Linked DNA regions of Arachis hypogaea: region 1 is linked to region 2. The links are chromatin contacts, called in public Hi-C maps. All regions are on one chromosome and are shown on one strand. The core of a region is the stretch at or near the end of the contact, and the rest is flanking DNA. Distances in the headings are between cores, read along the strand shown. Region 1 has its middle 52 kb from the start of LOC112696756. Region 2 holds the start of LOC112696755 (transcription factor E2FA).

The links. A called contact is a pair of places that touch in the nucleus more often than the background predicts.
Region 1: a Hi-C map of leaf shows a contact between it and region 2, with 2.8 times the contacts expected there. The contact joins the enhancer-like site here to the promoter of LOC112696755 in region 2. A contact is called at or near these places in 2 of 8 Hi-C or Micro-C datasets (both in leaf).

Annotation. Positions count from the first base shown.
Region 1 is chr6:79,428,919-79,435,567 of arahy.Tifrunner.gnm2.J5K5, forward strand. No RefSeq gene overlaps it. Among protein-coding and RNA genes, the nearest start is that of LOC112696756, 52 kb to the left of the region's middle. Within about 2 kb of position 1,788, at least 3 of the 3 cell types and tissues checked have open chromatin away from gene starts, as enhancers often do.
Region 2 is chr6:79,310,380-79,316,257 of arahy.Tifrunner.gnm2.J5K5, forward strand. It overlaps LOC112696755 (transcription factor E2FA), which reads left to right and starts at 2,510. Exons shown (of 14, transcript XM_025749610.3): 1 at 2,510-3,143; 2 at 4,041-4,236; 3 at 4,419-4,466; 4 at 4,585-4,670; 5 at 4,772-4,860; 6 at 4,987-5,041; 7 at 5,313-5,365; 8 at 5,456-5,506; 9 at 5,582-5,630; 10 at 5,766-5,831. The coding sequence starts at 2,934.

The DNA.
Region 1 (6,649 bases), core at 538-3,037, 120 kb after region 2:
AACACAAATTTAGGGAGAGTTACAAAACCATGCTATTTCATTGAATAAATGTGAGAAAAGTTGATAAAATCCCCTAAATTAAGTAAAAGATAAACCACAAAATTGAAATTTATCACCAACGAAATAGATATCTAAAATTAACAAAACTAAAATATTAAAATGTCCCACTAATAGGCTGAAAAGTATTTAAAACACAAAGTAATATTTTGCTTTCCCACGTGAGATTCATGATATTCCAAACCACGGAGAACGGAACTAAATTAGCTTGAAGTCTAAGCATGCTTACCATCACGCTTCGAGGACAACTGTTCCAGACTTGGCATTTGGATTTCTAACGGGTCCAATACAACCAACCCAAAAATATCCCCGCCATCCTAATGGGCGAGACCATCTTTACCTCCTAACCACCTTCTAAAATTTTATGAAGTGGAACCTGTCCCACAAAGATATGATAACTGAACAAAGCCTATAAAAGGGGTATTGGTGGCAGGAGTACCCGAACCTGTGGGTATCCGACCTGCCCCGGGTGCTGGGCGGGGGGTTTTGTCGGGGCGGGTGCATTAACGGGGCGTGGTGGGGTCGGATCTAAGGTAAACCCACCCCAGAGTATATATTATAATATAAAATAAAATATATAATATAAATATTTAAAATTATTAAAATTCACTTTCACTCTTGACTCTTCAGATTCAAAATTAAAACCCTAATTTTCTTCTCCAATGTCCAGTGACCATGACCAGTGAGTGAGGGATGAGAGCAGTGACAAGTGACCGAGTGAAAGTGTGAGAGGCTGAGGCTGAGACTCTGAGAGCAATAGAGCATCGAGCTTTTTCTTGTCATTCTCTGTCTGAGAAAAGGGCTTCGCTTCCGTCCTCCGTCCAAGAGCAGATCTTCAGCGCCGTCCTTTGTCCGATTGCAGAGTTTCGCCGCCATCCTCCGTCCGAGAGCAGAGCTTCGTTGCCGTCTTTCGTTTGAGAGAAGAGCTCCACAGCCGTCTTCCATTTGAGAGTAGAGCTTCACCATCCTCTTCCGTCCTTCGCCGTGAGTCTGCCATTGTCGCTGTCGATGTGCGTCGCCGTCCCTACGTCCTGTGAATCATTGGATCTGTAAGTTTATTTTTTCTCCCCCTCTCTCTCCTATTGTGAATCTGCAACTAAATTAGAACTAGAACACTGGATTTGTAACTAGAACTTTGTAACTGAGTTAATTTTCCACTATTTGATATTGATGGGTCAGGTTGTTCTATTTATCTCAGTCATGTTTGGAGGAGTTTGCAACATTCATTCTTATATTGTTTTTAACATGTGTCTGGATATATAACTGGATTTCCTAATTTTATATTAAAATTTCATAGTCATATATGCAATGTTAAGAAGTAGTAGACTCTTTGCTATTTAGAAAGGGATAGTTTTGGCTTGAGAAATTAGGTTGAAAGACGTTATTTGCTAGACCGATTGCTTAGATGTCTTAATGTTAATGTCTAAGAAGAATATTAAGAATTATTGCATTACAATTGTAATGTGCACGTTGTTCCTATTCTTGAATCAGCTAACAATGTGGTTGACAAGATGACAAAACATGTTGCGACTAGTACACATGTGTATATATATTGAATGGTTGGGTCCGTGGAAGCAGCTTTAGACAGAGTTGAAAAAAGATATTACTGCATTAGGCTCTTAGGTGAGTTCTAGTTTGGGGCCGGCAGAATGAGCCTCTCCATGAGACTGGTACGGAGTGGATTGTTGTTCACTGTCAGGGTGCTACATGTGTAAAGGTATGTGTATTACTCTATGACTTTGTAACCGAATAAAGACAATTCCGGTGTTGTATAGAAATTATTATTCTCCCCCAACATATGGTGTATTGTATAAATAATAAAAGTTGAGATGCCAATTTCAAAATATTTGTATATACCAGTTTTTGGGTTTTATGTACTAAACTATTTGTTTGTTTTTTTTCTTTTTTTTAATGCAGGCCTTGGAATTTTATAACCCCCCTTAATGCAGACCATTATTTTGGTGGTCTTTTTTGATGTCCCTTCTTCTTCTCCTGAAGAGAAAGTGCCAAGCTACAGTGTTGAATAACAGCAATAATAATACTAATGCTAATAGCAGGTAATATAGTTTTGAGTACTTTTAATTACTATTAAAAATATAATTACAAATTCTTATTTCACATAATTAAAATCCAATGATTACGAATTGTATTAAAAATTGAATAAAAGTACAACAACTGATAAAATAGTTAAATGCTAATATAATTAAGTTATTAATATTTATAAAATTATTATTTGAAAAAATAAAATTAAAAAAATTTAAATCAAAAAAATTTATTGTAGAAGATTAGTCGGTAACAATGTAATAGTTGGATTTGTTTTCAGTAAAATTGTTGTAGGAGTGTGATTATATTTATGTGCTGAAACTATTTTGAACATGTAATAGCTGGGTAGCACTTTCAATTTTCTGAAATTTTAATATTTTTTGAAAATGGAATTTCTTTTTGGATTGATGTTTTCATTTACTTAAAATAATAAATTTACTATGACTCTATTATTTTTTTGGACAAACTATGACTCTATTATTTATTCAGTAAAAACATATTGGGCTAGTTTTTATGAGGTCCATTCGGTCCACTAATGTTTATAAAAAAACAAAAAAGGGATACTTTATATAAAAAAAATTGTTTAGGATCTTTGTATAAATATTATTTTTAATAAAAAAATAAAACAAAAACCAAAATAACCTAAAAACCGTGTCAGACGGTACCAGTCTCATGGGAGACTCATTCTGCCAGCCCCAGGCTAGAACTCACCTAGGCTCTTAGCCTCCTTCGTTGCTGATTGTGTGTTCTTTTTTTCTTTTTCTTTCTTTAATTGTCAGGTCAACAAAATAGCTCAGAATTGTGTTGCTGATTGTTGCTCTTAAGGCCCACTTTTATAATAATAATAATAATAATAATAATAATAATAATAATAATAATAATGTATCTTTTGATTTACCTGTACATATATACTACATACATTACATGTTTATTTACACAATAATAAAAGAATAGCTCAGGATTGCAAAACATGATACAAATATTAAATAGTGTTAGCTAACACTACTTCTTGCTGTTTGTCGTTATATATGCCATATTGTTTCAATTTATGTTAAGAAGACTAATATATTATTTATTGTCATCATATATTACTTGAAGTATTTTTGTTTGTTTGTATTTTTATTTTGTTTAGTTCTACTAAGTATTTTTATATTTATGTTAATTTTTTATATAGTATCAATTAATTTATTAATTGTTATCTCTTTTGATTTTCAGATTTAAATCTTTACTTCTAAACTTTTAATGATGAAGAAGATGTAAAAAGTAATCAAGAATAAGGATTGAAGGCTATTTTATATCTAACATTATTATTTTTTTATTATGTTAAATTTGTAGTGATTTAACACTAGCTTTTTTTTTTAAATTCAAATTGTTTGAGCTAATGACATTGTATGAATTTTAAATTTGAATTTTAATTTATCTATAAAATTTAAATTTTTGTCTTAATTTATATATGAATATATAAAAATGTAAATGATATTTGATTTTTATAGGGGCAGGTAGGGGTAGGGCGGGTACCCGCAGGAGAGGGTTAGGGTACTGCAGTTTACTACCAGCGGATAGTGATTTGGGTGGATAATACCTATGTAAAAGGACGACGGGGCGAGGTCGGGTAGGGCAAAAACCCACCCCACTGCTACCCTTAAAAAGGGGAGTCTCATCACTCCCCCAGGTATGATAATTCAATCCTATACACTTATCTGCTACCTCTTTAGTTCTCTGACTTGGGCTTGGAATACCTTTGTAGGTACCACTCCCACGCTCTCTGGATTCAGCCTCGCCATCCTATCGGACCAACGGATGTGCGATCACTCTTCACCTAAACAAGCTCTCTTTGAATTTTCAGGTACCGCTTGAATAGAGATCAAGAAGAGAATGGTTAGAAAGGGAAGGGAGATTAAACTTGATGAGGTAGCTTTCACTACACTCATATCAAAGTTTTGTAGAAAAGAAGAAGGATAAGGAAAACTAAGGAACTAAGGCTGCCACTGACCGAGTCCAGCAACCATTGCAGCAATAGGTACAATGTCTTGTTGAAATTTAAGGTTACTTGTCCTACTTTATGGTTCATTATAGATGTATATGTCTATATATGTTTTTAATTGGTTAGGAATTTAAGTATCATTAAAAAATTTTTTAGGGGTTTGCTTGTCCTACTTTACAACAATGTGTTGCTAACATGACAGGGACATTATGTTCTTGGAATAGTTCTTTGACACGTAATTAGTTAATATTACACATAAGCAAGATTCGTTAATTTTGGACAGAGAGTTTAGCAGAGTAGCCAGAAAGTTCAAAAAAATTAGTGGTTAGGAGTTGTATTGTTATTTTTCAATCGATAAGGGATAAATTATCATTTTGAGTATTGGTTAAAGGCTGGAGTGAGGTTTTATTCATAACTAAACTACCCAAATATAAATTTATTCTTAGATAAGCGATTATAGGAAATATCTTTTGTACAAATAAATTTTCACCGAAATAAATATAATTTTTTAGCCTATTAACAAAACATCCTCTACATATTAAATTTTAATAGTCCAAAAATATTAGCTAAGTTAGCCTCTGAATATTTCTATAAGATATTCTTTTAGCTCCAGCCATATAATTATGTTCAATAAACAATTACTTAAAGTTTTGAATATCCTATCTTCAAACACACAAGAACCACATTACACATATACTTTATACCAATTCAATTATTTAGATTTATTTTTTCATATGCAAAGTATATGTATACACAAAATTAATAAATTAGTATTTCATGTTTTAATTGCATCCTAGCTGATATTATGAACACGAAATTAAACCAGTCAATGAATAAATTAGGTGCAGAAATAAAAATTAACAAATTTTAATTTGTAGTTTGTTATTTAGTAATCCAATGCTATTTGTTTCTCTAGTGTCAATGGTTGATGTAACAAACTATATATAATAAAAAATATAAAATGATACATAGTAAATTAATATTGTAGTTGGAATACCTGGCAGCATGACAATCTCTTATCTATTTTTCCATTTTAAACTAGAGATGGAGGTCCCAAAGTTTAAGTCTAAATATTATCCTATGAGACTTGTATGAGCATTGGAAGAATTTGAAAATCTTTTTTAAAGAGGCCAAAACTTTAAAAAGATATATAATAATATTTAGAGTAATACTTCAAATAGGACCCTAAGGATTTGACCATCTAACAAATTTGTCTTTCCAAAAAGTTAACTAGGTTTTCAGTCTCCAAGATTATTAGATATACTCCATATACGTCCTCAATCAAGGTTTAGCTGGTTTATAGAATACTCTCTCTCCTACGTGGAGGTGATTATTGTGATGTGTCAGGTTCACTGATACGCGTTGCTTCCAAAACACATTAGTCCTTGTACACGTGGTCAAAATGATGTTGTTTTATGGCTACTCCAAACGACCTCATTTTGAATGGGATAGATTCGTCACCAACCTTTGTCTTAGAAATTTTATAAAATTAGGATTTATCTTTCAACCCTCTTCCAACGTAATCCATAATTGATTTTTCTTCTGTGCTTTCGACCAAGACCATTGTAGACTAAGGGAAGTTAATTGGTGATGACGACGGGAGGCAGCACGTCGACAACGAGTAAGCATCATGCTGGGAGATTTGCCAGCGATAGATTGAGCATTGAAAGCACCACTCTTGGGGGGGGGGGTAAGAGGCATTTTAAAAACACCCTAAGTGTAAGTGCGGGATGTATGCTGTAGTCACCTGGTCTCAGATAGTGGAGAACCCAAATAGAGTGTTCTTTGGGTGTCCTCACTTCAAGGTATTTATATGTGTTGTTGAATGTGAAGATCTTAATTTTGAAAAAATTTGTTAAGAATTAGATGGTGATTGTTGGATGTGTTATTCTGTATGCAGAAAAATCAACCACATTGTGATTTTTTTCGCTAGTTTGATGACATTTTTGCTTATATGAATGATAGCATAACAGATACACGTGAATTGGCTTGTTTGAATGCTTCTATGGATGGTGCAGGTGATGAGCGGATATTTTATACGCTTTTTGACATCATTTTTATATAGATTTTACTGAGTTTTTATAGGTTTTAGTGTTAAATTCATATTTTTGGATTCTACTCTGAGCTTTTGTGTTTTGGACAATTTCAGGTATTTTCTGACTAAAATTGAGGAGCTGGAGCAAAAGTCTGATTTAGAAACAGAGAAAGAACTATAGATGCTGTCCAGATATAACCTGCCTACACTCGGAAGAGCTTTTCTAGAGCTAAAGAAGTCAAAATGGAGCGCTCCCAGCAGCTATAAAAAGCTGACTTCCAGAGCCTTCCAGCAATATATAATAGTCCATACTTTGCTTCGGATTAGAAGGCCCAAAACTGGCATCCAATGCCAGCTACCTGCCCCCTTCCAAGCGTCCAATGCCCAAAGAGTAGAGACCAATGTACAAATGCCCAAAGAGGATCCCTGGTAGGCGAAATTGTGATCTCTTATAATGGCATTCAACTTGGTATGCGCGTTTATAACTCAGCACTTTCTTCACAACCTCGCACAACTAACCAGCAAGTGCA
Region 2 (5,878 bases), core at 1,260-3,759:
TGTGCTAGGCACTACATCCTTGGGTTAAGTATGATAAGTGTGCAAAGTATTATGTCCTTGTGATTGAACCATGATTGATAATGTTTTCTGCTGCAAGAGTGGGCCAGGCACTATATCCTTGGGTTATGCATGCAAGTGTGCCCAGCACTATATCTGTGGGTCAATAGAGTGGGCCTAACACTATATTCGTGGGTGCGGCAGAAAAGCGACATCCGAAAGGATGTGTCGGGTTGGCATTTATGGACCGACAAGTCATATCACGAGCCAATAGGATAAACATTCATCATATGCATCTTCTACATGCTTGTTTACTTTGATTAATTGAGTTTGCCTAATTGTATAACATGCCTACTTGCTTCGTGAATTACTTGCTGTATATGAAAACTATCTGTGTTTTATTTGTTTGCATCAATTGTGTTTGTCTGGTGCTAAGGAGGTTAGGTAGGCGGTGGCGATGGGATCGCACGGAGGTTAGGTTGGCGATGGCTGTGGGATACAGCGGTGTGATTAGTATTAGTTAGAATCCCCTTAAGTTTAGACAACCCTGGTTTATGGTCTAAGTTCTATTATATTTATTTATTTTGTTTTAAGCTTGAATATCAGTATGTGATGTGGAGTTTTAGGATTGCTTTCAGCGTTCATGGGCTTTACATCTTACATCATTGGGCACTGTTACCATACTGAGAACTGGATACTTTGTTGTTGTTTTTCAGATGCAGGTCGTAATCTACTTTGGTGAGATTGCAGATTTGGTGACAGAGCGGAGTATGGTTCCTCCTTGGTTTAATGTACATTACTTTGTTATAGTTACTCTCACATCTTTTTGTGTTTTAACTTTGTGGCCTTAGAGGCTTATTTGAGAGATAGGATGTATAAGCTGTTTTAATTCTAAAACTTTGTATAACTCTATTTGTAACTAGTCGGCTTAAACTCCTCAAGCTGCGGCTAGTTTCCTATGTTTATATTACTATATCTATACATTTGTTCTATTCTCTTGCACCTATACCTTGTATCTTGTGTGTTAGTTTCGTGTGAACGTTTTGCACTTCTGAAATTCTGTTTTTGAGCTTACTCCTTCATCAGGCTTCTAGATTATATTATTTCTTTCTATATATAAATATGTATAAGCCTTAGAATTGTCGTAACCTCTGATTAACCTTTGCCTTACGGCTAGAGGTAAAGTTTAGGGTAATTGGGGTGTTACAAAAAGGCTAAGAATTGTGTTTTGGACATAATGATACACATACACTAATATGGTAGGACAATGTCAGATTCAAGAATCAAGAACAACACACTCGCAAGCCAAGTAATCGCTTCACAATAATAAAATATAATACGAACATAATAGATCGAATTGACATACAATAACTTCTAAGAATCTATATAATATCTTCTGAACTTGAACCCTAGTCCAGCGTAATAATGACATAGCAATGCTTCTCAACAACAACTGTAAACGGTTTTGCAAATTTTTTATCTTTCACTGACAAAAAACATAACTAATCAAAATTGCTAAAACTAACCAATGCTATCTGAAAGAAAGAAAAACATAACTTTCTGAAGTGCTAAAATTGCTAAAACTAACCAATGCTATAATTCCACACATGTTAAAAAAAATATTAGCAGACTTTTTCATATTATTTCCATTCTAAATTGAAATCAAACTTTGAAAAGAAAGAAACTAAATTGAGAGATATGTCTGAATTGAGTTACCGAACTAAGGCAAAGAGCCGGAGACAGCGAATCCAAAAAGAAAAAGAAATGTTACTTTGACTTCAAGTAGAGACAGAAGAGAGACATGGCGAGACCACCCATCAGCGACGGCCAGATACGACGAGACACGGGGAACAGCAGAGTAGCAACGACGGCGCACGGTGAGAAGTAGAGAACCAACAACAGCTCACGGTGAGGATCAGAGAACGAGCGACCACGGAGGGAAAGAAACAGAGAACAAACAACGGTGATAAAAAGAGACAAGAACCTTAGTAGAGATAAATGTCTCCTCTTTAAAATTGTGATTAAAAAAGAAAAAGAGAAATGTGTAAAAAACATAAACAGAAAGATACATGTCTAATTATGAATTTTTCTAAAAATAAAAAAACAAAATTTTTTTATAAATATTTTTAAAATAATTAACGATAATGTGGGAGTAACGAGTCCATAGCTTATTTTTTGTTCATGAATGCCAGTACATTTTTAAAATGCCCCTTACCTTGCTCTGTTTATCTATGCTAACAGTGTCCGTGTCAATTGCATAATAATTTGGCGGTTGAAACACTTTTTCTTTAGAACTGTTTCTCTGTAATACAAATTCATGATTCATGATTCATGATTCATGATTCAAAATAATATAGCGCACCAAATACGATAAAGCTTGCTGAGTGTTTTGATTTTGATATTACATCAAATTACAAAAAAGATAAAAAAAAAATACCAGGAGGATCATTATTGTATACTCGAGTAGGGACAATTATTATCATCAATATGGAACAACTTGAGAACGTAAACGTGACACGATTGGTTAAGGTTTTGATTATTGAAAAAATGAGAGGAAGGAAGCATAAAAAATGGAAAAGGAGCTGTGGGTGGCGGTGCAATAACGCCATAATAAAATGGCAAAATCATAATTAACAAGTTCTTTTATTTGCGAACGGAGAGTTGGGCTTGGGGTTCCCTCCACATCTATCCGAAACAAAATTCCCTCCTTCCCTCGTTTTCTCCAAACGCACATTTTCTTCACTTTCTCTCTCTAAAACCTCCCATCTCTTTTCTCTCTGTAAAAACCCTGCAACCCCCATTCCCCCACTCTCAAAACCCTAATCCTTGGTGATCTTTCACCTGATTCATCAAAGTTCTAACCCTTTCGATTTCGCTGCACAATTCTGAACTTAATTTGTGGTTGCCGGAGTTGCGATCATCTCCGTTTCAGCACCATGTCCGCCGCCGCCGGAGCTTCTAAACTCCATGAGTCGCCGCCGACGGAAGCTTCCGGCATCCCGAACCGGCCGCCGCCGAAGCGTCACCTCGCCTTCGCTTCGACCAAGCCGCCGTTTGCTCCGCTGGACGACTACCGCAGCTTCTCCGGTCCCCACTGTCGGAAAGCCTCCGATCAAGAACAGGAAGCCGTCGTTGTTCGTTCTCCAGTGCGTATTCTTCAATCTCTTTTGCTTTGGGGGTCTGCAATTCAGTTTTGGTTTGTTTGATAATTGGGGTTTCTGATTTTTTTAATTATTATTTTAATTTATCTGTGATTGCTTAATTTCCCCTCTATTTTTAGTTGAATCGGAGTGGTTAACGTGCATATGGTTTTGATTTGTTCTCACCTGAGTGGAATCTCACTTTTTCATTTTTGTACGGAAAATAGTCGAAATTATTTCTTAATCTGGGGACCCGAACTCGAAGTAGTCAATGTTAGGGTCTCAGTGCCAGTCGCAGTTGTCGCATTCTCTATTTCCTTGAAGTCAACGTTGGTCTTTGTACCATAGCATAGTTCATTCTGTGCAGTAGTTTTGTGGGGAGGAGGAAGTTTGTTGATAGAGAATGAATTTAGCATCTTCATTTTCTATTACCTTTTCGAGGTAATAGGTTACTACTAGGTCTTTTCTTGGGCAGAGGCAGACCAAGGGATTGTGCATTCGTATTTTTACAACCATAAAAGTTTGCTCTATTTAACTGATAAGGTTTTGCTTGTGCAGTTCTTTCGAGTTTTTTGTGACATTCTTCATTTTTTTTTTTCTGATAATTGCTTGGCACTTGACAGTGCTCATGGACTTTTTCTTTATGGTTTAGTATTCGATGATGAATTGCTCTTGCATATATTTGACTAGTTTCCCCTTTATTTTCTGTGGATATGATGTGTTGCTAGTGTTATTATGGTGTTATTTGTACTTCATAAAGTACAGAACTATAGGTTTGTTGCCCTTGTTTGATTGTTAAATTATTTTTCGTTGTCATGACTGCATGTGACTTTGTGTATATCATTGATTGTTCCTTCTCTGCATTGCTCTCATATCATTTCTGGAACCTGCCGGTTTTACTAGTACATGAAGCGCAAGAGTGGAGGAGTGAATGACCGTCTCAGAGAGACACAGGAGCAAAGTAATAGTCCTGGATATGCTAATACAGTTAATAGTCCTCTCCAAACCCCTGGATCTACAAAAGGAGGGAGAACATATAATAAGTCAAGGGCTTCTAAGGAAGGTAGATCCGTTCCACAAACACCCATCTTAGAGGCTGGTGAGAAAGCTTCCGTTGTTTAGTTGTTTTCATGTTATATTGTTGCCAAGTTCTTCATTCCATTTGTGAAGTTTCCAGTGCTTGGGTGCAAACTTATGTCCAAATTCTGATAAGCTTCTTCCTCGTAGTACTTTTGTTCATTATACATCGAGTTTAATTACATAGTTTCTGTTGGCATGCAGGATCCCCATCTCTTACTCCTAGCAGCTGCCGCTACGACAGTTCCTTAGGTAATTTTCAAAGCAATCATAATCAACAAGCTCTTTACATCTCTCTTTATTGCCTGATATAGCTACTGGAATTCTTTGCATAAGAGAGTAATTACAAGATTGTACCACAACTTCACAGGTCTCTTGACAAAAAAATTTGTCAATTTGCTCAAGCATGCAGAGGGTGGCAATCTTGACCTAAATAAAGCAGCAGAAACTTTGGAGGTGTTTGTTTAAAAGTTATGACGAAATACCTGACATATATTCTAACATCTATCATAAGTGAATTTAAAATTTTCCCTTTTATTTTGTTTTTCTTTCTATAGGTGCAAAAGAGAAGGATATATGACATAACTAACGTGCTGGAAGGAATTGGTCTTATAGAGAAGAAGATCAAGAACAGAATACATTGGAAGTAATATATGTGCTACATTTTGAATTTTGTATATATTATATGTAACTTCTCTTGTCTTTACCTTTATTGACTATAAATGATTAGATCACAATTCTTATTTCAATTTTTGTGGAATAACTAATGTAGGGGGATTGATTGTTCTACATCTGGTGGGATAGATGATGATGTCTCTATGCTGAAGGTATGTGACGTGGGTGTAGTTTTCCTTTATGGTACACACATGGAACAATTGTAGTTGAACAATCATTGCATGACCTTTTTGACAAGGATCATTGTTTCCATCTATAATAGACACCAACACAGGATTCAAAATTACATGACTCAAACTTATATATGTCAAACGCTACATTTGCCATGATTATAGTGTGGAATTATTGAATATGATTGGAATGATATAATAGCGTGTTAGAGAATATTTAAGTTATTCCAAGTCTTGTGGCTTTGTCTTGCAGGAAGATGTTGAGAAACTTTCCTTGGAGGAGCACCGATTAGATGATCAAATAAGGTTATATGGTTATTGTTCTTTTTTGCTTTTGGATAAATCGAAGGTTCTATTATAAAACTGTTCCTAAACTGTTTTCTTAACCGTTGGCAGGGAAATGCAAGAAAGGCTGAGGATTTTAAGTGAAGATGAAAACAATAAGAAGTAAGCTTTCTGCATAAGGTTAAAGACAATCTTTGTCACTTATCCTAGATTTTTACTAATTTTCAATAATTATAGGATGCTTTTCGTGACTGAAGATGATATCAAGTCCTTACCTGAATTCCAGGTATGTTTTCCATGCATTAAATAACTACCTTATTTAGTGTTAATTTGTTACTATGATCAGGCTGTATTCTCCATTTCATTCTGTGTATTATTAAAACAATTTTTTGTTACAACTCCTCTGCATATCTGCAAGCAGAATGAAACTCTCATAGCAATTAAAGCTCCACATGGAACCACATTGGAAGTCCCTGAACCTGAGGAAGTAAGTTTAGGACATATATTGATGTAAGGTTCATGATTATTTTAATT